Regions from separate parts of the Mus musculus genome. Here all the other regions are linked to region 2. A link is a contact called in public HiChIP or PLAC-seq and promoter capture Hi-C data. All regions are on one chromosome and are shown on one strand. Each heading gives the region's core, a stretch centred on a gene start, on an enhancer-like site or on the middle of the called end of the contact. The rest is flanking DNA. Distances are from core to core; before and after follow the strand shown.

Evidence for each region. Promoter capture Hi-C pulls out the DNA fragments that hold promoters and counts their contacts. HiChIP or PLAC-seq counts read pairs in DNA pulled down with a chosen protein or histone mark.
Region 1: a promoter capture Hi-C map of the C10 cell line shows a contact between it and region 2, with 7 times the contacts expected there. The contact joins the enhancer-like site here to the promoter of Exoc4 in region 2. A contact is called at or near these places in 12 of 39 promoter capture datasets (the 3T3-L1 cell line, 3T3-L1-derived adipocytes, the C10 cell line and 5 more), 5 of 484 Hi-C or Micro-C datasets (the HL-1 cell line, centrocytes, embryonic stem cells and 2 more), 12 of 115 datasets of contacts at active chromatin or transcription factors (the 230-238 cell line, bone marrow-derived macrophages, embryonic forebrain and 8 more) and 5 of 9 other capture datasets (adipose tissue, embryonic stem cells, liver and 2 more).
Region 3: an H3K4me3 HiChIP or PLAC-seq map of bone marrow-derived macrophages shows a contact between it and region 2, with 6 times the contacts expected there. The contact joins the enhancer-like site here to the promoter of Exoc4 in region 2. A contact is called at or near these places in 7 of 39 promoter capture datasets (the 3T3-L1 cell line, 3T3-L1-derived adipocytes, embryonic stem cells and 2 more), 1 of 484 Hi-C or Micro-C datasets (the G1E-ER4 cell line) and 3 of 115 datasets of contacts at active chromatin or transcription factors (bone marrow-derived macrophages, embryonic stem cells and trophoblast stem cells).
Region 4: a contact with region 2 is called in an H3K27ac HiChIP or PLAC-seq map of embryonic stem cells, with 4 times the contacts expected there. The contact joins the enhancer-like site here to the promoter of Exoc4 in region 2. A contact is called at or near these places in 7 of 39 promoter capture datasets (cranial neural crest, embryonic stem cells, liver and 3 more), 8 of 484 Hi-C or Micro-C datasets (CD4 T cells, CD8 T cells, muscle stem cells and 2 more), 6 of 115 datasets of contacts at active chromatin or transcription factors (embryonic stem cells, large pre-B cells and trophoblast stem cells) and 1 of 9 other capture datasets (embryonic stem cells).
Region 5: a contact with region 2 is called in an H3K27ac HiChIP or PLAC-seq map of microglia, with 5 times the contacts expected there. The contact joins the enhancer-like site here to the promoter of Exoc4 in region 2. A contact is called at or near these places in 1 of 39 promoter capture datasets (embryonic stem cells), 1 of 484 Hi-C or Micro-C datasets (erythroblasts) and 4 of 115 datasets of contacts at active chromatin or transcription factors (astrocytes, embryonic stem cells and microglia).
Region 6: a promoter capture Hi-C map of pre-B cells shows a contact between it and region 2, with 4 times the contacts expected there. The contact joins the promoter of Lrguk here to the promoter of Exoc4 in region 2. A contact is called at or near these places in 16 of 39 promoter capture datasets (the 3T3-L1 cell line, 3T3-L1-derived adipocytes, the C10 cell line and 8 more), 11 of 484 Hi-C or Micro-C datasets (the C10 cell line, CD4 T cells, CD8 T cells and 8 more), 9 of 115 datasets of contacts at active chromatin or transcription factors (astrocytes, bone marrow-derived macrophages, embryonic stem cells and 5 more) and 3 of 9 other capture datasets (adipose tissue, liver and macrophages).
Region 7: a contact with region 2 is called in a FOXA1 HiChIP or PLAC-seq map of pancreatic cancer cells. The contact joins the enhancer-like site here to the promoter of Exoc4 in region 2. A contact is called at or near these places in 6 of 39 promoter capture datasets (the 3T3-L1 cell line, 3T3-L1-derived adipocytes, embryonic stem cells and 1 more) and 5 of 115 datasets of contacts at active chromatin or transcription factors (bone marrow-derived macrophages, embryonic stem cells, epiblast stem cells and 2 more).

The regions. Positions count from the first base shown.
Region 1 is chr6:33,928,298-33,931,732 of GRCm38.p6, forward strand. All of the region lies in intron 17 of Exoc4 (exocyst complex component 4), which reads left to right. Among named protein-coding and RNA genes, the nearest start is that of Gm13853, 62 kb to the right of the region's middle. Within about 2 kb of position 1,629, at least 48 of the 459 cell types and tissues checked have an H3K27ac peak or open chromatin away from gene starts, as enhancers often do. A contact at or near this core is called in pancreatic islet, where this site is marked.
Region 2 is chr6:33,247,052-33,250,410 of GRCm38.p6, forward strand. It overlaps Exoc4 (exocyst complex component 4), which reads left to right and starts at 2,077. Exons shown (of 18, transcript NM_009148.4): 1 at 2,077-2,187. The coding sequence starts at 2,102. It also overlaps the pseudogene Gm1401.
Region 3 is chr6:34,215,338-34,218,687 of GRCm38.p6, forward strand. All of the region lies in intron 6 of Gm32533 (a long non-coding RNA gene), which reads left to right. Among named protein-coding and RNA genes, the nearest start is that of Gm32533, 20 kb to the left of the region's middle. Within about 2 kb of position 1,759, at least 8 of the 459 cell types and tissues checked have an H3K27ac peak or open chromatin away from gene starts, as enhancers often do. A contact at or near this core is called in bone marrow-derived macrophages, where this site is marked.
Region 4 is chr6:34,190,342-34,193,874 of GRCm38.p6, forward strand. No RefSeq gene overlaps it. Among named protein-coding and RNA genes, the nearest start is that of Gm32533, 5.1 kb to the right of the region's middle. Within about 2 kb of position 1,285, at least 11 of the 459 cell types and tissues checked have an H3K27ac peak or open chromatin away from gene starts, as enhancers often do. A contact at or near this core is called in embryonic stem cells, where this site is marked.
Region 5 is chr6:34,154,353-34,158,228 of GRCm38.p6, forward strand. It overlaps Slc35b4 (solute carrier family 35, member B4), which reads right to left. Exons shown (of 10, transcript NM_021435.3): 10 at 1,527-3,876. Among named protein-coding and RNA genes, the nearest start is that of Gm13855, 21 kb to the right of the region's middle. Within about 2 kb of position 1,934, at least 122 of the 459 cell types and tissues checked have an H3K27ac peak or open chromatin away from gene starts, as enhancers often do. A contact at or near this core is called in erythroblasts and microglia, where this site is marked.
Region 6 is chr6:34,027,945-34,031,573 of GRCm38.p6, forward strand. It overlaps Lrguk (leucine-rich repeats and guanylate kinase domain containing), which reads left to right and starts at 1,504. Exons shown (of 20, transcript NM_028886.1): 1 at 1,504-1,809. The coding sequence starts at 1,513. It overlaps Gm38786 (a long non-coding RNA gene), which reads right to left and starts at 1,780. Exons shown (of 4, transcript XR_868961.1): 1 at 1,696-1,780.
Region 7 is chr6:34,232,423-34,236,259 of GRCm38.p6, forward strand. No RefSeq gene overlaps it. Among named protein-coding and RNA genes, the nearest start is that of Gm32533, 37 kb to the left of the region's middle. Within about 2 kb of position 2,204, at least 42 of the 459 cell types and tissues checked have an H3K27ac peak or open chromatin away from gene starts, as enhancers often do. A contact at or near this core is called in bone marrow-derived macrophages, kidney and pancreatic cancer cells, where this site is marked.

The DNA of each region.
Region 1 (3,435 bases), core at 379-2,878, 680 kb after region 2:
TACACATGAGGCTAAATTAAAGAAGCTGGCCATGAATGGCTACATTGTATGTGACTCTGTGCGAAATATCAAAAATTGGCAAATCTTCAGAGCTAGCAGTTACTTACTGTTTGGAGCTTGTGAGAAAATGAAGATGTGGACTCAGGATTTCTTTTGGGAATGAGTAACATGTTCTAAAATAGATTTTGCAGATGGCTGTACAACTCTGGATATATTAAATGATCTTGAACTCTATACTTCAAATATGGAAATTGTATGGTAGCTGAATTATATTGCAGTAAGTTTTTTTTATGTTGAGCTTTAAAGCTTTAAAAGTCCCAAATGATTTGTCATAGAAAATGAGTAGCTCAAGTTTTATACCACATTAATAGAGAACTTTGTCAAGGAAATATCCTACGCATTTTCACATTTCCCTAATCATCCTGAGAGGTGAACAATCAAGGAAGAATTTGTAAGGAAGTGATGCATAATTTAAATACTAAGTGGATTTATCCAGAGTTGGGGAAGAGCCATTCAAGCAGAAAGTGAGGGACCCTGAAAGATGAGGTCTGGGGGAAGTGAGATCCCCTGTGGTAAGCTGTGGGTGCCACTTTCTTGCCTATAACTCGAAACATCCCCTTCATCATTTCCCTTGCCCTCACTTATCTCCTGTTATCATATACCTAACCTATTTTATATCTGATTGTTCACCTTGTCTACCCACAATAGAATGGGACCTCCATAGGCAAGGGCTCTTTTTATAGCATTCACTGCAGTAGCCCCAACTGAGTAGGACCTCAGTTGTAAATGTTCTCAGTTGTAAAGTGATTGCTGAAGGTGTGGTCATGATTCTGCTCAGAGCTAGCAGGAATAAAAACAGATATGGGAAGTAAGACGGAGTTTAAAAACCAGCTCAACTTAAGTAATGGTTGAATGTCAGAGGCAGAGGAACGGGAGTTAAGGATGACCCTGGAGCATCTACACACAGAATCAGCAAGTAAGGTAGGGGAACGGGGAGGACTGGGCTACAGTGTGAGGATATGTGTAAGATGCCTGTGGGACTTCAGAGCAGATGTGTCTAAGACACAACAGGAAGCTTAACAGAAAGGGTGGGAGTAAACAAACAGACCTGGGGAAGCGTCAGCATGGAGCCATCCAACCTCGGAAAGGAAGGGTCCATAGGCCAAGGGCAGTAAGATGGTGATGCATAAAGCCAGCAGAGCACAGAGCACACAGCCATGCTGCTACCTGAGTAGAAATGCTACTTCCCCTGTCAGTGCACAGATCAGCCTCCTTCAGGATGAATGAAAGCCATGTCTCTTTTTAAGTCACCCACATCCCACGTGAGCTCGCCTACCCAGATTCTTCCTCGAGGTACCAGGAGCCCAGCCCAGAAACTAAACGTGCTAAGTGGGACCCCTGCTTCATCCTTGACCTTTGTACTTTGCTAAGTCTAGGAATGCCCTCGGCCATGACTGAGAATGTCGAATTCCTCCCTTGGGGGCTGTTGTGTATACTTATCTTCTACAGGCTTATTGCAGAGGGACATTGTTTTGGTTTTTTGCAAAAAGGTTAAGTTTTCCTGGAGTGACCGGGGCATAGCTTGCTATAGGATTAGCGATGCCGTGCTGCCACCTACTGGAAGCACCCACAGCTGTCAGGACAGACCTGTGACTGAAGACTTCAGTGCCTGGGCTGAACACTGACTGCTTCCCCTTGCAGACTCCTTTGCTCGGCCAGAAACAAAATATTCCCTGCATCTGTTTCCGCAGTCATTTTGAAACCAGCTTTATCCTGCCACCAGTCATGTCTGCCCTTCCAATCCCAACCTTTTTTGCAAGCTTCGCTTTAAAGGGCTTCATCTGACCAGTTTCTGTTTGGATTTGTGGTCACATGAGGCCAGTCTTCTGCCAAACATTCTTTTAATAATGATGACCTCTAGAAGCTCTGAGAAGGAGCTTTAATTCAGCGGTGATAATAAAGCTAGCTCTGACTCCTGGCAGCCAGGAAAAACAGGCAAGTGATGGGTTTTATAGCTTTTACTGCCTGATATAAAAAAAAGGTACCTGTTAATAAAAGTCAGTGATAAAACAAAAATGAGTATAATTTGATATCCAAGAGTGTTTTCTTAAGGACCGTCTATTACATTATTTAAATAATGTTACTTTTCTTGAATTTAACCTTCTTTTGACTTTGCTACCCATTTCTGCCTATACCGTTTTCTTCTGGTCTTGCCTCTCTTAAGTTTATTATACTTAGAGTAGATCTCATACATTGCAGAAACTAATTGGTCTCTAATTAATGGTTTAATTGGGGCTTTTTGGATGCAGGTGAGCATGCCTCACCAGCCTGCATAGCCTCCAGAGCGCCTGAAAACAATGAGAACTCATAATCTCCCCAGAAAAATGCCTGCCTCTAATTAAGGTCTGAGTTCTCCGAGACATGCCTCACGTGTGAAGGCCTTAGTTAAATAAGATTTCCTTCTTGTCGTGATAGCATACAGTCAGTTTCTAACTTGGGGTTCCTCCCAATTCCTGGCAGACAATGGATCTGTTCACTGTTGCTTATTTGCTGGCACTGGCATTGCTCAGAGAATACCATAGATGGCAGATGCTATTATGCAATGAAGATCCCAGGGAATAGAAATGAGAAATAACTTGCCCAAGATCTCCCATCAGATTGTCTTTATGTATCCTTCGGTGCCTCTTTGGTCTCGTGCTTAAGAAATTAAGTTAGCCTTCCGTGTGAGGCTGTTCTTCTGCCTGAAAGGACTGGGTTACATTGTTCTATGTAAAAATTCCAAGAACTATCACTTATTGATTTTAGTAGAATTCTTACTGAAAAATTGGAAGCTGGAAGCTGACCCCCTTCTTGTTTTATAAATAAAAGTTTAGTGTTGAAACTAACATGTTTAAAATTCAGAAACACAGACCAATGAGACAGCTCATCCAATAAGTGGCTGAGGCAGGAGTACCTGAGCTCAGTCCCCAGAACCCGTATAAAAATAGCTGAGTGTGGTAGCCCACACTTGTAATCCCAGCACTGGGGAAGAGGAGATAGGTAAATTCCTGAGGCTAAGTCCAATCCCCCTCACTTAATAAGCTCCATCTGTCCAAAAGGAAGTTAGAGACACCTGAGGACTGAGGCCCAAGGTGGTTCTGAAGCCCACCCACACCCTAGTTCCCCAAAATAAAGACTCTGAGACTTCTTATATATGAATAAATGCCTAGACCCTTTGGCTTGTTTCTGCTAGCTGATAACTCAGCTATTCTGTTTAAACTAGTCTGAGGCCTGCCACATGGTTAAGTTTATCTCATCTCAGGTTCATATGACTGGCTTCCTCAAAGTAAAGGACAAATTTTCCCAAGCCTGACCACACATACACACACACACACACACACACACACAGAGTACCTTCTGCATTCCTCTGCATTGCTTTCCCCCTTTCCTAATCTG
Region 2 (3,359 bases), core at 827-3,326:
GAACTTACCACATACCTCTATGGCCCCATACAACTGTGGGAAGACATGTGAAATGCTAGAGTGGGCCCTGGAACTGGCCACTAGTCCCTGTGGTGTGACAATGCACCAGAAAAGAGAAAACCAGAGACCTGCAGGGGCTAACAAAACAACAGACCCAGCAACAAGGCCAAGATAGCAAAGGCTGGGGCCACAGGTCCCTCTCTCCTGCGCCTCAGATTAGCCTCTGTGCTCAGCCAAGGAGGACAAAGCAGGAGCAATTCTCCTCCGGAGGGCAAGTGGGCCTGATTCCAAGAGGGCAAAATCTCCTGGACTATTCCAGAACACAGCCTGCTCCGCGCCAAAGAAAGCCTGCTGTTCAGTTGCACTGGAAAACGTGCTGGGAAGACCTGCAGGGCCCTCCTGCTTGTACAGCATCTTCTGTTTAACCATGGCCCCATCTGCCAAGTGGGTACCTTCTTCCACTGAGTCACCCACCATCTCTGCACCCAACTCCACTTCTTCCTCTGGCTGGCCAAGAACCTTCAGAGAGACCAGCGTCTCATAGCTGCTTTCCATAACATTTCTGTAGAGCTCCTTCTGCCAGTCCTCCAGGTTCTCACACTCTCGTTCTGAGAAACAGACCCCATCATTCTCAAGGGACCCGGACACCTTTGGGGTTTCCCCTTACTGCCGGGAGGCAACCAAAGGACCCAGAAGTTATTGTGGCGAAGCAGGTTCTCTACATTCTCCAGTCGTGGCGGTAGCAGCCTGTACTCCTGCAGCAGGGTCCCCAGCACGGCCCACTTGCCCTCCGGCTGGTTGCTGAACTCTCTGGCTCGAAGTCAGCCAGCTTCTTCTCTGCTGACCCTGCACGTCCCTCCAGGTTCTGCACTCAGGCAGCCCGGGATTCCATCTTCTTCTCCACAGCTTGAATAGCAGCCACCACTGTCCAAAGTGAGATTTCTGTGGTCTGGAAGTATGGGCTTTTCTCTGTTGTTTGTGAAGGTGGTGTGGCTGGAGCTAAAGGTGTGGAGCGCCGTTTCCTTCTGTGCAGAGCAGGTGTCGACTCCTCCGACTCCTCCATGGTCTCAGTCGCCCCACAACACCGACTGGAGGGAAAGTGCTTGGACTTTGTGCCTCTCCACCAGACGCCCAGACCCTTCTGGAAGCCGCCACCGCTGCTGTGCTGATACAAGGTGTGCTATGAGAGTAACCCCCCCCCCCCCCCGCCCGAAGAACTGCAGTGGTTCCTCCTTTTTGGGACTTTTTTTTGAGTGCTTTTATTTTAAAAGTATGGTTGAATTTCTACAAAAGATTTTCCTGTATCCATTGAAATTGGTCTGTGGTTCTCAACCTGTGGGGTTGACTCCTTTGGGGTTGCATATCAGATATCCTGCATATCAAATATTTACATTACAAGTCACAACAATAGCAAAGGTACAGTTATGAAGTAGCTATGAAATAATTTTATAGTTGGGAGTCACCACAACATGAGAAACTATATATATATATGTGACAGCCCCTAGGACAGGTACTTTTCCCCCTCACAGCCTGCAGCCTGCGACTTGGCATAACCGCAACAGTGAACTTGTACATAAGACGAATATAGAAACATTCAGTCTCAGAAAAATACCAAAGAAAAATCTCTGTGCGTGTACATTTTTGCATTTGGTTGATTTAAAGATGGTATTTGAAGTTAATATTTTTGCACACACAAGCATTCTTTTGGGACCTTTGTTTAAATAGAAGAATCTGCAATTTATCATCAGATACATTAAGTTAAAGCGTGTAAAATTATAAAATGGAGTAAACTGAAAAACAACTTAAGGTCTGTCTGAAGAGATCTAAAGAGACAGTAAGGAGGCTTGATGAAGTTGCCCTTGGTTTATTGTCCAGGCATGCCCGGGACCGGCAGAAGAACTACATTTCCCAGAATGCTTAGAGAGGACAGGAGCCTCAGCCTCCAGCTGAGTCTCAGTCCCGCCTCCTAACTCCAGGGATTGGGTTTTTCACTTCCGCGCCTAAGCGCTTCTCTTCTGCCATTGGTGGATGTTCCGGGTCAGCCGCGGAGTTTACACTTTCCCGGTCCTGTCAAGCACCTGGCTCTCGCTCCCGTACCAAGATGGCGGCAGAAGCAGCTGGTGGGAAATACAGGAGCACAGTCAGCAAAAGCAAAGACCCCTCGGGGCTGCTCATCTCGGTGATCAGGTGAGGGAGGCAGGAGGCAGGCAGGGTGAGGTCAGGGCAGCGGCTGGACTTCCGCGGTGGAAGGGAGAGGCATCGGCTGGGCCCCATCCGCCGGCCCTTCTCTCCCTTTTGGCCTCCCCCGCCCCTCCCCAGGGCCTATTGCCCGCCCCCGCCGGGCAGTGTTCTAAGACTCTCTGGGGCCGGGGTTAAGGGGAGGACACCCCACCTCCCCAGTCTTCTCCTCGGGGCATGGCCTTTACTTCTGTCCCCGGTCCTAAAAGCTGGCCCGCTTGGGTTCGGGAAGAAACCCAGCGCAGGTGTACTCATTCATTCCTACAACAGGTTCTGGTTGACCCTGGTGCTGTGCACACTCCTGAAGGCCGGGAGGTGTCCTGGGCTCGTGGGGATCAGGCCCAAGTTTCCTGTTAGGAGTTGCAGAGTGTCCAACTTTGGGCACTTTCCACTACCTGTGAATAGCCACAGCTTCAGATCCTAGGTTTTGCGTGAGCTGTTAGCATTGAATATTAAAGTGATCCATCCATCCTTCCTTCTTGTTTTGCTTTTTTCTTTCCTTTTCCTTCCTTTCTTCTTTCTTTCTTTCTTTCTTTCTTTCTTATTGCTTTCTTATTCCAGTTTCTTACTCAAAACCATACAAAAATAGAATTTCAAACTGCCCTCCTCATTACTTTTTCCCTAAACTATTAGGGTGAGAGTGGGGGTGGTTGACTATTTACTAGTCTTCTTCTTCTTATTTTTAAATGTTTAAAATGTTAAACAGACTTAGATCAGCCTGAATAAAATGCATTATGACACACTTATCCATTGTTGTCATTTGCATTTCATCCCATATATTTTCCTAAAACAAATACCCCTTGCTTCCCACTTTCCTCGACTTATCCTTCACTTTGATTTGAGTTAAGAGAGCTCCTGTAATGATCCTGATTATCTTTTTAAAACCTAGGATCCACCAGAATCTGGTAGGTTAAGCCCTTGAGAGAATGGGTAAATCAAGCTTTGAAAGGCTTTAAAAGTTTACCATTTAATCGACTGAAAAGGACCCGTGTATTGGTTTATGGCAGAGTTTAAGAGAATGGCCTGTTTTTATCAATTTTATTTTAAAACGAGAGGATAGAACTGTCTGTGAAAGTGATACACTTTGTAGGCCCTGAAGAGAAAACACTGCAGGCACACAT
Region 3 (3,350 bases), core at 509-3,008, 970 kb after region 2:
TCTGTAATTTTCTATTTAGTATTTTTGGTCTGTAGTTGACAGTAACAAAATCCAGAAATAGAAGCCCCAATAAGAGAGAGACTTTAGAATGTCTCCTCTGCCTCCTAATGACACTCTCAGAGGAGATATTTGTTCCCAAGCTTCCTGAGGCATGTCTTAAACAGAGCAGCCCAGCTAAGTTCAGTGCCTGTTTAACCGTGCACCGGACACTGGTTGAACACATTCTGTTTGTTCATTTAGCCCTAGTGACTGTCTTACATATAACCTCACTTCGCAGAAGAACTTGGGGGCTCAGTAAGGGGTTGGTAATGAGAGGAGCCATGCTGAAGTTGGGAAGAAGCTCAGATCTGTCTAGGTGCAGAGGCCAGCCTCTCACCCTTGGCTCTGGAGCTCCCGCCTATCTCTATTATACAGTGGGCTCTGTCACTGGAAGGCAACTCTATTTCCTGCTGTACCACTAATGACATGATCTGGTTTGGGGAGTTTCCATCTGGTGGTGCTTAATACATGGTGGGGAATTCTTGTGGAGCAACTGAATTGCTTGAGTATCTGTTGCTAATGTATCAACTGCTAATATACACCATCGCTAATGCCTACCATTGATATTATTGTACTGACTTCTAATGCACACCATCACTCGTGCACACCGTTGCTAGTGCACACCATTACTAGTGCATACCCCAAACCTGTGCAGAGTACCAGGGTGAGGTCATCCTCTTTGATTTTTCCTTTCCGAAGACTTCCCAGGAACACACCTTCGGGCTCATCATTACTCTGTCCAGCAAAGAGTTCTACAGATTAACCTTTTCCCAGAGGAGACTTTCAGTGCCCCGGAGAGGTTCTCCCATGTGCTCAAGATGTGGATGGATGAACAGAATCAACAAATTCAGTACATTTGCAAACACGAGCGGAGTCACACATGAGATGTGGCAGCATCACTCAGGGACAGACAGAAAAGGACATCAGGTTCCTAGACTGAACACCGACTCCAAGAAACACTTCAGATAACTTTTGATGGATTCACCCCACAGTAAATCCAGTCAACAGAGACACACAGTGGGGAGGATGGGTGTGGCCCATCACAACTGCACTCATGTTCCTGGAGCCAGAGGGCAGAGTCAGGGAAAGATGAATAGTAGAAACAACTAATAATTTTGAAGAGTCACCTAGTCTGTCCTACTCAATCATCTACAGCAGCGTCATTTCATTTGGAAAGACCCCCCTCCTCCCACCAGGGGGAGGACATTCTGCACTCTCTCTTTTGGTGGAGTCATTGCTGTGTTGACAGCTCTCACTGGCTGCAAGTGGAATTCCTGTAATTCATCACCTGCCATGGCAAACACAGGCTGATGGGCTCTATCTATTTACTAAGGATTTATGCCCTTACCGGCTTCCAAAACGGCTGTGAGGCAATCTGCTGATAGGGTTGATTCAGAGTTTAGGGAGAAGAGAAAGGTAGTTGCCGCACACTACACTGCCCCTAAAAATAGATCAGAGATGATTGGGGCAGTGAAAACTGGTTTGGAGGAAGTATTACTGGGACAGGGTGAGGGGCAGAGAATAGACGGGCCAATTGCCTTTAGGCCACAGAAGGAGAAAAGAAGGTGGAGATGGAGTTCAGAGCCAGAAGGAGCAGGGTTACAGAAGGTAGTAGGTTAATCTACATAGGGGACTTGAGCAAACTGAACTGTTCTTCCAAAGCTAGCTGGGTAAATGACGCACCAAAAAAATGAGTCCTCGTGACAGCAGGAGGAAAGGGCCCTACTGGACAAGCGGAGACTTTGCAGAAGTTGGGGAGGGTGGCAGTCCTGAGCAGAGATTGTGGTGAGCCAGAAGGGGTGTTGGGTGTAGGAGGCTCAGTGACAGGCAGAAATCAGCAGGCCTGTCTTTCAAGAAAATAGTCTCATCAGTCTTTTCCAGGTACCGTGCTGACCTTTAAGGCATCACTACATAAGAGTTTTTCATGCTGACAGGCTGAAAGAAAATGCAAATGTTGGCAGACTGGGGAGTTAACTGAGGGGAAGCAGGCTTCCATGAGGTAGGAGCCATCCAGGCTGTGAAGACACAGGGTGGGTGATTTGCAAGCTGGAAATATCCCCCCTCTTCATTAAGAGGAAGATTGCTCTAATCACGGTGCTGCTCTTATTGCTCTTATTACTGCTACTAACTCGGCGTAATTAAACTGGGATCCGAGGCGGTTTATGAAGACTGAATTCCAGGACAGTGGAGAAGCAGTCTGTTCCATCTCCTTAGAACCGCAAAACAAAGACCAGTTGGGGAAGAAAACAGACCGGAGGGAGGGCTCCTTCTTGTGTCCCTTTGTGCCCCCAATAAGAAGTCTAGGACTTAGAAGGGTGGGTGGATAGTCAGATGGGTCGACAGGTTGAATGAATGGATGGCTGTGCTGACAGATTTTGGAGTAAAAAGTTTACTGGAAACACAGAACATAAAGGAGTTGGGAGAACAGGACAGTGAGGGTTATTGAGCAAGAACTAAACAGTTGTGGTCCTAGCCAGTCATAAGTAGGTCTTGGTTCCATATTGAGATGGTACTTTGTGTTCCAGCACCCGCTTGTCCCCCTTTTCTTGCCAGATGATAATCTGGATACCTCATTCCGCCAGCCATCTTGGGGTTCCTGGTGGATTTTTCTGCCCATGAACTATAAATACTGGCATTGTTCAGGTACAATCTTGGTCCTGCTGGTGTTTCACTTGGTACGGTAACTAAAGTGACCGTAGTCATTCTCATCCTTTCTAAGATGTATTTTGTTTTTGTATAGACGTGTGCGTGTGTTTGCGTGTGTGCGTGTGTGTGTGCGTGTGTGTGTGTGTGTGTGTGTGTGTGTGTAAACGTGTACTATTTTTTTATGTGGATGCCTGCAAAAGTCAGTGTTCACCCACACTGGAGTTATAGCCAGTTCTGAGCTGCTCGATGTGGGTCCTGGGAGCTGAGCTTGTCATCTGGGAGAGCAGCAAGCCCTCTTAACAGCGAAGTCATCTTCCAAGCATCCTTTTGCATTGTTTAAAAAACTCTCTTTGTCCTGGTGAGTCTCCAGTTTATGACTTCAGCCCCCACTCCTCCTCTCCCCACTCTCCCATCCTCACCCCGAGTTCTAGATTGCTGTGCGTTGCCTCTTTGTCTACTCTGTTTTGGAGTCTCAGAGAAGATTGAAGCTCAATATGTCTACACAGAACAGTTTCTCCTCCTGTCCCTGGGGCAGGGTTGCTCTTATACCACACCAGTATCTGCCTAGTGGCTCCATCCAGAGGAGGAGACCATTCTTGGTTCTTGTACCTCATCACTCAACCCTCTGCACCAAATCCATCACCAACACCTATCAGTCCTGTTTG
Region 4 (3,533 bases), core at 35-2,534, 940 kb after region 2:
CTAAGGCAGAGGTTCTCAACCTGTGGAACATGACCCCTTTGGGGATTGTATAGTCTATATTTTGCATAAAAGATACTTACCTTATGATTCATAACAGTAAAAAAAACTACAAGAAGGTTGAACAGCATATGAGATGCATTCAGATTTTGGTTGAAATTTATTTAATGATTAGGAGGATTAAACATCTGTTCATTTACTTATGAATCAAATATTGGTCACATACAGAAATATCTGTTCAAATTGTTCTTTGACTTTACATTTAGAAGCACAGTAAAGAACAAATTCTTTAGGTTGATGGTGTCTGAACTCTGATTAGTCTCTAAGCAGCAGAACTAAAAGGAGCAGGAGGCCGTCTCAGAACACCCTTCACTTGACACTTGCCCTAGTGTGTTAACCTTTTATGTTGATGAATCTTCTTATTTTTTCTTTGCTAAAAAAAAATCATAAATTTGCTCATAATTCAACAGTGCAAAGTCAAAAAGACATAAAAATGTAATAGGTTTGTCTTAGGGTTTTACTGCTGGGAGCAGACACCATGACCAAGGCAAGTCTTATAAACAACATTTAATTGGGGCTGGCTTACAGGTTCAGAGGTTCAGTCCATCATCATCAAGGTGCAAGCATGGCAGCATCCAGGCAGGCATGGTGCAGGCAGAGCTGAGTTCTACATCTTCATCTGAAGGCTGCTAGGAGAAGACTGGCTTCCAGGCAGCTAGGATTGGGGATCTTAAAGCCCATGTCCCAGAAACACACCTACTCCAACACATCTCCAAATAGTGCCACTCCCTGGGCCAAGCATATTCAAACCATGACAAGGTTAAAATTGTAAGCCCTTCCCTTGAAACTCAACAACTCAACTAACTACCTTCCTTACATACTTCTGCCGTTCCTGAGTTTTGTGCATTTCTCTCATTAGCTAATAGGCAGAGATACATTTTTTAAACACAAATATTTTTCCTTAATCTGTCTTGGAAACTGTTCCATATTAGCCTGGTGATGGTTCCATATTAGCCTGGTGATGGTGCCACCAGCTCCTTTGGCTTTCTAGACATCATCTTACCGTGTAGCCTTAGCTGGAACTTGCTGTGTGAACCAGACTAGGCTTGAATTGCAGCAAATCTTCTGGCAAGCCTCCTACCGACCTCTGTCTGCTGTGTGCTGGGATAACGGATGTGAGCCACCACACCAGGTCCCGCGTTTCTCTTCTTAACATCTGAAAGTGTTCGGTTCGTGGACGTGGCATCTTCTATTCAGCCACATCCAAGGTCTATTCTCTTGGATGTTTAGGCTCCCCAGTGTCTTGCCATAATGAATGCCAATATGTTGAATAGCACTGTATTCTTAAGCAAACTAAATGGGTGTGTCACCAGAAAATTTGGAGAATCCCAACTCAGCCTCCAAATGATACCAGGAAAGTGAGGGTCCCTTTTTGAGATTCTTAGTCTCATTAGTAACAGAGTTTAAGAATAGACTCTAATGGAAGATTGAGCCCAATTTATTAGAGTCTAAAAGGAAAAGCCTAGAGCAGGTAAACTGTCAATCTCACAGTTGCCTAGAGGTGGGGGGAGGGAGGGGAACGGAGGCATAGTATGGAAAAGAGAAGGAAAACAACAACAACCATATTGTTTGAAAAGAGGGGAACAGAGGTCAGTCACATGGTTGGAGGGGAGCTTTAGAGAAAGAGTAAGGAAGCCCAGAGTTGTGGAAAGCCGGTACGTGCTGCGAGCAATCGCATGTGTGCCGCCAGTAATCTCTGAGGAGAGCTGTGTGTGCCGCGAGCAATCGCCATTATAAGATGGCGTGGGCCTCCGCTGTGCCTAACTAGTAAACAAGCTTTGTACGCAGGTGCAAGAGTGAATTCACTCCTAGTCACTCCCATTCTCGGGGTGTAATAGTGGGGTGATGGGCAAGCAACGAATCGGGAGCTGTCACGCCATATCAGGTGCTGAAACGTCACGCTGCGGGTTATAAAAGCAGCGCCATTTTCCCGGTTCGGAATCTTCCTGAGAAGCAAGCAATAAAGCTTTTGCCGCGGAAGATTCTGGTTTGTTGCGTCTTTCTTGCCGGTCGAGCGGGACGCAATACAGAGTATTGAGGAGACCACAGTGGGCTCTGACCAGCATCCGAAAGAAAAAGACAGACGAGATGGGTGGGGTGGGGGAAGTGGGGATGGGAGTGGGGTGCAGACCCACAGGAACCTCACAGGGGCTCACAGGGTTGCCCCTAGTGTGGCAAAAATTCTGGGAAGAAAATCTATGTTATCCTCAGAGGAACCCTCCCACCTAGGGGGCGTTTCTGCCTTGTTAGATTAACTGGAGAAAAGGTCACTCCTCCACCTAGAGATAGAGTCCCGTGTTTTATTACAGCAGGGAGACAGCAAGCCATTTGTTAGCGGTAAAGCTAAGCGAAGTTAATCACCTCACCTATGTTTGTGTTCCTCACAAGTGTTAATAGCATTAATTCTCTCTCCTCTCTCCCTGCCCTTCTCCCTCTCCCTCTTCCCCTCACCCCCGTATGTGTGTGTGTCTGTGTGTATACATGTGTGGGCATATGGTGTGTGTGAGTGCACACATGTACCGCGGCATACTTGTGGAGGTCAGTGGCCAGCTCCAGGTGCCTGGATTCCACCTTGCTTGAAACACAGTCTCTTGTTCCCGCTCTGCAGGCCTGGCTAGCTGGCCTGAGTTTTGGTGGAGTCTTACTCTGTCTCTCATCCCTCAGTAGGAGGATGCTGGGAATGTGTGCTACCTTGTCTGTTTTTTTCCATGGGTTCTGGACATTGGAACTCAGGTCGTCATACAGGCATGGTAAACACTCTGCCCACAGAGCCATCTTCCCAGGCCAGCAATAACTTTCAAAGATTCTCAAGGCCAAGTGTAAGGGAGTAGATACTTTACCCAAGACAGGAGTGGTGGCAGCTGCCTTTGACCCCAGCACTCAGCAGGCAGAGGCAGGAGGATCTCTTTGAGTCTGAAGACAGCCTGAGCCACGTAGAGAAAGCCTATCTCAAAAAGAAAAAAAAATTAGTCTTGGAGCTGGAGAGTTGGCTCAGTGATTAAGAGCTCTTACTGTTCTTGCAGGTTCAAGGCCCAGCTCTGTGACTTCTGGAAAACCACCCATATATACAAAATAATAAAATAAATCTTTAGAAAATATAAAAAACAACAACAAAGCAATAGTTTAATACTTGTGCACAACAAAATATAACACACTATATACCATAAAATTGCGATTATATACCATCAAAATGATTCTTTAAAGATTGAATGCCACTAGCAACGAGCTCATGCTAACTGAGGAAGAGTTTCCCGATCATAAATCTATTTTAGAACTGAAATTCATTGTACTGAAATCACCCTGAGTGAAAACACCCACACCCTCACCTGTTTGAGCGAATATTCAGTACACTGAGCACAGCTGAGTATGTTGCGTACTCACCTCGGGCAGTTTTGGGCATCCGTTATTAGTGGGGTGGTCCTTACTAGGCTATTCAACCAAGCACCCCAGACCACAAGCCCCCATTCTTCCAGGAA
Region 5 (3,876 bases), core at 684-3,183, 910 kb after region 2:
GGGCTGTTCCCTTCCTTGGCTGTAAGGAACCATTATGGAGAGGGAGGAAGAGGCCTTGGCAAGCATTTACTTTCTCATGTAACACACGTCAGACACTTTGCCAGGAGCTGGCAGTTCAGAAATGAATTATGCATGCTCCCGGCCTCTTCCATTCCTGGAATGTCTACAGTGAGGAAACTTCTAAAAAAAAAAAAAGAATATACAATAAAATTGAGAAGGGCCAGCCTCCAATCCCAGCTCTGGTCATAGCAAACATATTCCAGTGCTTAAATACTGTAAATACTTATTTCCAAACACTACACTGGTAGTAATGAGCACATTTTCTCTATATTCTGTCAATGTCAGCTTCAAGTGCCACAGACAAGATGCAGTCAATAACTCTCAGCGGAAAGCCCAAAGCACTTTGTTTATGTAGCAGGAGTTCCTCCTAATTCTATCTGCCGCTAGCCAAAGAGAAGATCTGGGTGTCAGATCTTTAACACACGCTTTTTCCTCTAAGTACGCTATCTGCTCAGATACTGACTCCATTCCCCTTCCCCGACTTTAGGCTAAAAAGAGCCCAACTAGAAGGGACATGTAGCAGTGGTTCTCTGCTCCTGGGCTGAGCTGGACAAGAATACGCAGTCGGTTCAGATAAAGCTTCCATGCAAGCTCTCTGCCGAGTGCTTCCCATACACTGCACTCTTACTAGCGATGCTTACAGAAACACTAGACAAGGCATTCTAGATGGATATAAATACCCTAGAAAACTCCTGAAAATTACCACAAGCCCCAGGGACTCAACTGCCCAAGGGGATGCAGGTGCAGTCAGGAACCCAGGGGTCAGGAAGAGCAAAGGCACAAAATCCAAAAGCGGACCCCAGCATGGAGGAAAGCGGGCCCGGGAAATGACTGCAGGCTGAGACCCCTCAGAACTACCATGTGTTCCTCCCAGAACAGAAGAGGGCAGCCACAGGCAGCACCAACCACCCTGGCAGAGAACTGAGTGCTGGACTTTGGTCAGCTGGGCAGGAAGAAGGGGAAAGGATATGCAGAACCAACCTCATAAAATCAACTGTAAGTCTACCTAGTGTATTGGGTGAAAAGAAAACAAAAGAATCCACACTATCTATGGGGCCCTAGGTCTGATCCTCGGCACTGCGAGAAAAAAGTTTAAGAACTGAAAACATGTTTCTAGTGAAAGTGATAAAGACGGCGTCGGCAACAGCAGGTTGTGAGATAGTAAGTATAACCCAAGCGTCCACCCCTGTCCTGCCACCTCATACACGAGTCATGCTGCCGTGCGGCCGCAGACACACTACATTTCCCGGCTAGAGGCCTTTGCTATTTGGCTTTTGCTCTAGAGTTTTACATGTCTTAAGCTCTATTTTGAGACAAACGATATGCTCTGTCTCTGAACAAAGGTGTTTAATAGGCAGTTCTCTACATTCCATGGAGCCTGGTCCTTGGTAAAATGGCTTATTTGCCCTTTTAAAACCTTTACAGTCCACATGCTAAACAAACAAACAAACAAACAAACAAATGGCAAAGAGAAATGACTTTTATAAAGAGTGATTTTATGGATGTATCCAGAGATGGTCCTATTAAGGGGTTAGCTGGTGTAGGGAGGACAAACAGCATATGTGTGCTCTTATTTGTAGCTCCTGAGCTTTGTAGAGAGACATGAAACCACGGTGTGTATGCGATCTGAAGGTAGAAGGCAAAACTGTTCAGGGGAACAGCAGGACCTAACACGGGGAGAGGAGAGCTTGGGGGAAGTACTCAACTGCAGGGAAGTGTCCAACCACAGGGCCCTGTGCAACAAGCATACACAATGAGAAGGAAAACAGAACCTTTAGAAGGGCAATTTTACAAAACTGTAACTAGTGCCGGTTACATTTTCTTCTGTCTACTGCACGGCAGGAAGCAGCTGGGGCACTTGCTAGCTTGAGCCAGCAGAGCCCGCACTCTTATCTGTTCTTACATCTCCTTCAACAAAACCCACAAAGGGATACACATTCTGAAACCCTAACCGGTCCAGTTAGATTGTATCAGCCAGTCTCAGGGAACTACAAGCTGTGTGCTACTTCTCCCAACATAAAAAGGGAAGCTCTAGGTAACTGAAGGTTATAGCCTGTTAGGAGTAATCAGAATGGAGCCTCAAGAGCCCCGAGGGACAGATTCTTCTGTTAAACTGGAAGAAAAAAGTACTTTTTATTACTGTCTTTTTAAGGGGGCTTTTAACACTTGGTATTTATAGCAACATTGGTCCAGGCAACCCCACATATTTCAAAGTAGCTACAGAGCTTCTGGGACTGTGAATGGGTTCACATCTAATTCAGGTCTTTGAGAACAGACCATTACCAGCACTGGGAAGCTGTCAATGGCCAGAATGACAATCAGTCTGCAAACCTGGGGACTTAGGTGGAGAAACAGTATCTGCATTTAATGTAACAGAAAAAAGTCTTAACTGCCTTCCCAGGGGACCCAGAGGATTAGGACAGTTCTCTTTGCCTTCCCAGGGGACCCAGAGGATTGGGATAGTTCTCTTTGCTGCTGCTGTTCAGACCCATCAAAGAGCATCTTCAGAGGGTGCAACAAAGAGCTACAGTGAGCCGAGGAGATGGAGAGCCACTCCTCAGTCTGAGCACAGTCAGCACATAGTGGAAGAATGGAAGGCTGTCGTCTGTGCGAGAGAAACATTGTGTGTAGCTGTTTGCAGAGGAGCAGATGGCTAGGTGAGGGTAATGAGGGTCTGGCCCTAAGTGGGGACGAGGAAAGAAAGCAACACAATGTTCTTGTTCTTCAATCACATACAATCCAGCTAAGGGCACACAAGCGCCACATGCTGTGTGACAGGGTTACTCTTCCTCAAGGGGATCCAAGAGAGGACAATCAGACCTTCAGAGTGATCAGCGGAAAAGAGCCAGGCCTGTTTCTGTATGTAAACATGCTGTGTCATGCCACCTCCCAGGCACACCCAAAAGCAGTCCCATATCTATGGAACAAGAAGACTTCACCCTGCCGCAGCTGGGGTTTGAGCACACTCACGCCTGTGTATCAATCAATCATCATCGATGACTTGACAGGTGACAATTCTCAGAAGTATCTTCTGGCTACCAGGTCTTAACGCCTCTCACAGACACATATTTGAAACCCACAGGAGTCCCATGGAAGTGTGTGGCTGGGTTCACAGGGGCAACAGTCTCTCAGGGTGCTGAAAGAGTGAGCTGTATTGGGCCACACTTCCTTCTCCATCTCCGTAAACAGGCCAAGGGGCTTCACGTGGGAGATGGAAGGAAAGGTCTCCCTCTTCTCGATCCACTTTCAAGTTTTCTTCCTTTCTAATGTGCAATGAGCGCTGCAGGACTGCTCTAACTACAGAAAGCAACAGGTGAAAGAAGTGTGTGATCTTTGCATTGACTAATCAAATAACGTGAAATGTGCGTGGTGGGATCCAGCCGTCTACTCCAGCATCACCGGCATCCAGCTCACAGATCTGCTCATGGGGACAACTGCTTCTCTCCCAACACCAACACGCTGGAGGGAGTCCGGCCTCATCACTCCTGGGGTCTAATTTTTCGCATGTCCACTGGATCACTCAGTGCCTGATTGTGCCTGGAATGTTGGCTGTGCTGCAAAGTGCTTAAGTGTGCAGGGGTGACGGGAGGAAAGAGGTACATAGCAAAAAGGCATCGGTAGCAACAAGTGCGACACAGGTAGAAAACTAGAAGCTCTGAGACTTGGAATTCAACAAATATGGTTCTGATGTTCTGGCAAAGAAATAGAAAAGCAAATGCAGAGGCTGCCCGACGGTCTGCCTGGTAGCCTTGCTTGTTTTGTTTATTCTATCTCAGGGATGCCTATGTGGAATCTACAAATGCAGACTCGTGAGAG
Region 6 (3,629 bases), core at 254-2,753, 780 kb after region 2:
AACAAATAAACTCTCCCCAGCCTGTTTCATTCTAGTCCTTGTAGGGCAAACATGTTTTTCATGTTTTGAAATTATTCTTTGACAGATCCTAACTCTACCATCAAACATTTTTCTCAGTAGATTGCCGTTAGCAAAGTTCCCTCTGCTACAAATGCTGATTAAGTTATTGAAGACACACATAGGGTTTGCGTTTTTATAATTTCTGCAAGAGCAGAGCGAACACTCTAGTCTTCTTAGTTAGGTGGATCCAGACCCTAAGGCAATGAGGTTGGAGAGAAATCCCTTGTCAAAATCGGTACCCACTAGGAAAAGAAATAACAGGCAAGGCAAACCTAGCAGAGAGATACTTTCATTGCGCCCTTTCCAGTTACGAGCCGCAAGATAATGAAGGAAGGTAATTCTGAAAGCTTTATGTCAGTTTTAATGGTCCCTCAAGCACTAAGAAAGATAATAGTCAATGGATGGTGTCCATAAGAATTTTTTCTCCTTTTCCCCTGACAGCCATTGATAGGATCATTTTGTATTTGTAATGGCTGTCACTGAAGCATGGAGAAATGGCCCAGTAAGGCCAGAGGATGAAGACAACTTCCCTGTCAGGATCTCTGTTGTCATTGCTATGGCAATAATAGTTGCTACAGTTCTCGTTCTGTTTTTCTATAGCATGTCTATTTTGTGGAGCTTAAGGCTATAGGATTTGGGTTTCATAAAATCACACTAGCAGAATGCCATGCCTTTTCTAATCCTTCAAGAAGAACATTTGATAAAACTATTCAGCAGGATGAAAATAATTACAGATGCAGGTCACTTGACTAATTATTGATGGAATACTAACCTCTTCACAGGGGTTCAGATACACTACAATTAGTTTGATTTATTTTCCTTTTCTCTCCTCCCTTTCCCTTCCTTCCCTTCCCCAATCTGCCCCTCTGGTCCCACTGCTAGCTTTTTTCTTCCCAAGGACCAGACTCAGAGTTGGACAGGTATGTAAATTAACTACAAATGAGCTCTTAAAATCCTTTGGTAGTTTCTCTTCATTATCTACAATGAAAGGAAAAGGAGAGGAGTCAGGTCTTTTCAATCTTCTATGTCACGGCCTCATCTCCTCCCACGGCGCTGTGCATAGTGTTAAATTTCATCTTTACTAGCTTTCCGACCGACAGAATTAGGGATGTCAAATGCTTCCAAAGTTCGATGGTGTGAATGAAGCCAGACTGGAGATGCTTGTGTGAATGTTATCAAATGTGAGGTGAACAAGCTCAAAGAAGGACAGGCAGCAAGAAGACAAAGAAAGTGGGTGGAGAAAAGGGATTAAAAGTACATGCAAAAAGGAACAACACTAGCCACTGAACGTAAAGAGGAAAATAAAAGAAGCAGCAGAACGCTGCAAAAGTGAACGCCAATGGAGACCTTGACAGAATGTGCAAGTACGGAAGCTTGGACTACAGCCCCCCAGAGTTCCTTGCAGCGCCGCGGGCCATGACGTCAGTCTCCTAGGCAACGCGTATAAACAAGATGGCGGCCTTCGAGCGAAATCCCTCGAGATGGAAAGGCACCCGTTTCAGGCGGGGTTTGGGCGCCTCTCGCATTGCAGCCCAGGCGATACTGTCGCTCACAGAAAAACAAAGTCAGGGCCGTTGGCCTTCTTTCCCCCTGGGTCTGAAGTCAAAAGGGACTTTCAGAAGCGCCTCCTCTTACCTCCTCCACCAGCTCATCCACCGCTCTCATGAGGCAGAAGCGGAGCAAGAAGAGAAGCAACAGGAGGACGGAGAATCTGAAGAGTCAGAGGAGTCCGAAATGCAGAATTTGGAGGTGTGCCTCCCCCCCTCCCCAACCCGCACCCCAGTCTCAGGCATCCTCCAGCCGCTCAACCTGGCTGCCTCAGCGGCAGCTTGCTTCTGCCTTCTCTAGCCCTGGGCTCAGCCCACTCCACTCTAGCCAGAGGGCAAGGGCTTTTCTTTGCTGCTTATTTTTATTCCCCCATTTCTCGTGTGCTTCACCTCCTGTCTTGGAGAAAGGGGGTGAAACCCTCCAAATATTTACTTTCTTTTCCTAGTTTCTTATCTGTCAGATTACACACTGTTATAACGGGGGGAAAAAAATCAGTGTACCAGTATGGGTTTAATGCTTTCAAAATTACGCATTGACAAAATTATGCGGGCCATTCATCTTCTTCCTTCCTCCAGGGTGGTTTAAAAAAAAATCCCAATGCTCTGCTGAAGACGAAATAATGTATACGTTTTATATGTTACTTCTGCTCGGGGTATTTGTGTGCCTATTTAAGCACTCCCACTCTTTCTGGTTAGAAGGGAGCCACAGCATGATCAGAGAGAGCCAGCTCACCCCTAGTTGGCAGAGTTTGGCTTATGGGGAGCGTTCCCAACGCTCTTAACTATTTTCCTAATCTCCTGATTCCACTTCCCTTCCCCACTTGACTGTATTCCCACACACCGACTGTCCTTCCTCATCCCTTCGCTTCCTTCCACCTTGCATTCCCTTACTCCTAGTATTGGCTTCTATTTATTGTGCTTTTTCAAAATCGTAGGTTGATCTGTTTCCCTCTCATACCCAGTTAGGCTTTTCTCTCTGTCATAGCTACTCAGAACCAACATCTTTCTTGATTTCACTTCTTGCCTTTTTTCGCTGCTCCCCCTTCTTTTCCCTCAGCTTCTTCACAAGCCACCTTTCTCCCCCTGTCAAACATGGCTCCTGGTTTGCCTTCTTTCTTGTCCTTCCTGCCTCTGACCTCCCGTTACTCCACTTCTGCCCTCCTTTCCCTGGGCTCTTGTCTCTAATGCCCTTTCCTGCACTTGGAATATTTGGCCTATTTCCCCCCTCATCCCTCTTTTTGTTTTTCCTAGTCTACATCTTTCTTCCTGGGCTGGTTGCATTCTAACGTTGCTTGAAGTTGGCTATAGCAGTGTGCTGGCAATGGCGTTCTTGCCATTCTCACCCGGCACTGAGAGGCAGAGATAGGGTGATTGTCGTGAGTTAGAGGTTAGCCTGGTCTACACACCCAGTTTCTGATTAGCTAGAAACACTGATAGAACCACACAGTGAGACCGTGCCTTAACAATAACGATGATGATGATGATGATGGTGATGCTGGTGATGATGATGAAGATAATGATAACAAACAACCAAAAAGGCCATCATTTATTTTATTCTCCCTTTGTTGGTTAATTTTCCACCTTCAGCTGAGACTACGACAAACCGTAGCTGTGTTTGTGCTCCTTCGAAATGTTTGTGTGGTTTCCACCATCTTCCACCCCAGAGGAATTCACAAATGAACCACCAGCATTACTTATGATTCTAATTAGCACAGGCTCCTTGGATATGAGTTCATTAGCGCCATCATTAATCTGTCTTCAGGATGCCATTAACAAGCCGTTAGAAGGGGTCCATCCAACTGGCTACCCCTTTCTGGTTTGGAGACTATGTTGAGAAAAAGTTTATTATTTCCTCCAGTTATATTCTAAATACTGATACTGACTTTTCACGGTATTGCATTTTAAAATGTGGAATGAGCTGAAAAGTTGTGAAGTATACGTTCTTGTTGAGTGGTTGATTTCCCGTTTCTCACCCTGATTCCAAGTAATCACGTGGTGGCCATATTCATCAGTGCAGCCTGC
Region 7 (3,837 bases), core at 954-3,453, 990 kb after region 2:
CTCTCCAGTTCCAAATCGGTGTCTGCTCACTTACTGTTGGGTTTCTCCTGGCATCTAAATGAGATCAGCTATGGATGGCTGTAATTTTGGCCTGTACCACTTAGAGAGTGCTGGCGATAAAGAGGCCAAGGACAGAGAGGAGGGAGTGTGTGTATGTGAAGGGTGTTAAAGAGATGTTCTTAATGAACAATTATTGAGTAAAAGACCAGGGTTCACACACCTAAAAAGTGCCTCCGTGTAGTCTTGCCCCACAGCCATGCTGGCACCAAGGGAAACTGCCTCTTTTCATAGCACAGAGTGTCTTTCTGGAACACCCATTTTCAGTCAAGTGTGATCTCAAAATCCATCAACTTTAACCAACCAGAATACAAATAAATGCCCCATCTAAAATCCCTCAGCGCTCACCTCCATCTTGCTGAACTTCCTGATGCTCCAATTACATGGAGCTAGGATGGCGCATTCATATACAAAGTGATGACAGCACACACAAGCTCTGTGCGCACTCCCACTGCCATGTGCCACCCAGGCTGTTGGCATGGAGAATTTGTTTTAGTCCCTTCTCAGGCTTCTTACAAGGGCAGAGAGGCCCCCCAAACCTCCTTTCCATGCTGTGTTAGAGCTGGGGTTCCAGATGCAATCTAGACGTGCTAGTGAGCTACACTCGCCTGTGTAATAGGGAAGTAGATGGAAGCCTCTGCTTGCACTGCAGTGGGATGCCAGGTCAGTCCGAGGAAAATGCATGTTATCCTTCAACTCCCTGTCTCCATGATGGGTCTTCATGTCAGAGGTGGTAGACAATGTGTGATTTAGTAATCATGTCTTTCCTTCCTATCCATCATGACTAGGGTGATTTGTCTCCGAATCAATCGTCTAAAGGTGGCCCCTTATTTCTGCCCACCCAGTGACTTTCAGGGGTACCTGAGGTGCTAGCATTCATTTCTCAGCGAATGCGGTTCTGCTGCCTGGGTTGGGTCCTAGCTGACACTGCGCATGTGCTCCTGTGTACACATGCACACATCTTCTAAGGTCTGACAAACACTTTGCTCTGTTATTTCTTTAAATGTAGGAAGTTTATATTGATCATCTGCTGAGTGGTAGAACTCACTAAGTGCTGTCAGGCATCAACATGAAAAAAAAAAAAAAGGTTTCTCTATTGATCCTTAGGAAAATAGTCTCCATTATGGGACTACCACTCACCCACGCCATCACACAAAACCAATGCCTAAACAGTTGCTGTGTTGTGTGGTATTAAATACCATCGTCAGCACTGGTCAGTCAAGAGCCTGGGCAGAGTGGAGGTGCTTCCTTCATCTAAGGCATACAGGTAAGGAAGGAGAGAGAAATGGTGAACAGAATGAACGTCTGTCAGGGAAAGCAAGCCAGTAAGCAGCATCCCTCCGTGGCTTCTGCATCAGCTCCTGCCTCCAGGTTCCAGCGCTGCTTGAGTTCCTGTCCTGCCTTCCTCCAATGATGGATTGTGACCTGGAAATGTAGGCCAACTAATCCCCTTTCTCCCCAATTTACTCTTTGGTCATGCAGCCATAAAACCCTGACTAAGACAAGCATAAAGAGCAAGCAGGGTTATTATCCTGGTGGCTCTGGTTTCTGCCACAGTACGTTCCTCTGCTAAGGCCACGCCCATCCACATGGGATTTCTCTATGGACGCCACTTTAGAATGTGCCCCATGTGCCTCATGTGCCCTGCCATGATTCTGATTGACAGCAAATATAAGCTGCTATATTCAAATTTCCTCCGTGAAGAACCTGTAACGGTTCCCTGTTGTTTAATAAAGGCCAAGTCCAAATTTATTTCAATAATGTATAAAAAATTCAATTGAGAAAATAAATCCACATTATATGACTTGCAGATTATCATGCAGCCGCTGCCAGCAGCCATAAGCACGGTGGGAATGATAAGCCTGAGATTGGACATCGGGCTCCTTCAAGGTGGCACATGGATAGTCTCTCTTTGGTTTCATTCAATCATCTGCTTCCAAGCCTGCTATTTCCAGAGGATGCTTCCTGCTCCTTTCTTCCTTCTCATTTCCACCTCCCCGCTTTCCTTTTCCCTCTCGAAATATACAAGTGAACACAGAAGGCAGAAGCCTGACCCTGTATGAAAAATAAGCAGGAGAAAGGACCGAGACACTTTGTAACTATTACCCAGCCTCTGACTAGGCAGTGTCAGGTGATTGTGACTCATGTGGAGCACAGGAAGCCAGAGTGGGGAGGAGGGTGGGAGAGAGGCCCAGAGTCCATGCTTGGCATGGCTGGACTTTCATGTATTCCCCTTTTCTTCCAAATGAAAGGCCAGTGATTGTCAGTTCTTTGTGGGCTAATTCCAAACAACAGCTGTGCTGTTAGTTACCTTTCTTGTCGCTGTAACAGAGTGCCAGATAGAGCCACTTAGAAGAGGAGGGACTTATTTGGGGCTCATAGTTGGAAAGGATCTGTCACTACAGGCAAGGCATGGCGTATCCAAGCTTCCACAACATGGAATATGGAGCTTGGATACATTGTGTTATCTGGCCACTATATAGACACCTAATGGTGGAGCCCATAACAATACAGGATGCCTCTTAGATACATTGTGTTATCTGACCAGAAAGCAGAAAGCTGGAGCCAGAAGCAGGGCAGGTTACAACTCTCAAGCCCTTCTGTAATAGCCTGCTCTTGCCAGCCAGGCTTCCTACCCCAAAGACTCCAGGCTTCCCAAAGCAGCACCAGCAACCACGTGTTCAAGTACAGGGGAGTCTGTGGGGGACATTTTACAGCTAACGGATAGCACACACTTGTGGAGACTTAAAGTGAGTTTTACTAGTGGCGTCACAGAAAATGGTCACAGTAGACTTGGTTTCCAAACAACAAAGTTCAGCCAAGGTTGGCAGCCAAGGAAAGAATGGACACGAAAGCTGACGCCCCGCCCCTCCTTGTGTCCTGTGACAGTCCTGCTGAGTGCCTGCTTCTCCCCGGAGTAGGCCGAGGAGCGGAATTTATTACACAAAGCTGCACTGGGGCTGGAGCGCACAGCAGAAACTGTTTCTTTTTCTTTAAGTGTCAAGACTGTTGCTTATTTTTCAGGTAAATGTTTTAAGAGAAGCCAGATAAAGTTACCTGAGTATATTTCTTTTTTGAGAAGTATTATTATTATGTACTGTCATGATTTTATATTTTTCATTAATTCATTTTTTGGGGACAATTTCAGTATATATATATATACCCGACACACACACACCACACACACACACACACACACACACACACACACACACACACACACACAGGTTACATAAACCCTCCAGCTGTTCTTCTCCTCTTTCCATCCCCATTACCTCCTCTTGTCCCTCCACGCCCCTCCCACCAGCATATCTTTCTGTTTTGATTCTAACTTTGTCACCCAGGTAAGGACTATTCTTCCCAAGGCCTTTGCTAGATGTTATACTTCCAAGACAGTTCTCCCTTATCACTGACCAAGTATGACTGAAACCTTTATCTGACATTTGTGCACAAGGCAAAGTGAATAACCCTTTCCTGCTTATCTTTTCTCCTCCACATATGTGCCCGCTGCCTACCGTGATGTTTCATATTCAAACATTTTTCTCTTGGGGACCAACAAGTTGGCTTGCTCTGCAAACCTGACAACTTGAGCTCCACCCTTGAGCCCAAGTAAAGGCCGAAGGAGAGAGCCGACTCCATGAAGCTGTCCTTCGATCTCTGCAAGTATTCCCACACAAATAATAATAATAATAATAGTAATAATAATAATAATAACAACAACAACAACAACAAAGTTTTAAGATAATTTCATATATATGAGAAGAATTAGAAAAATACAAG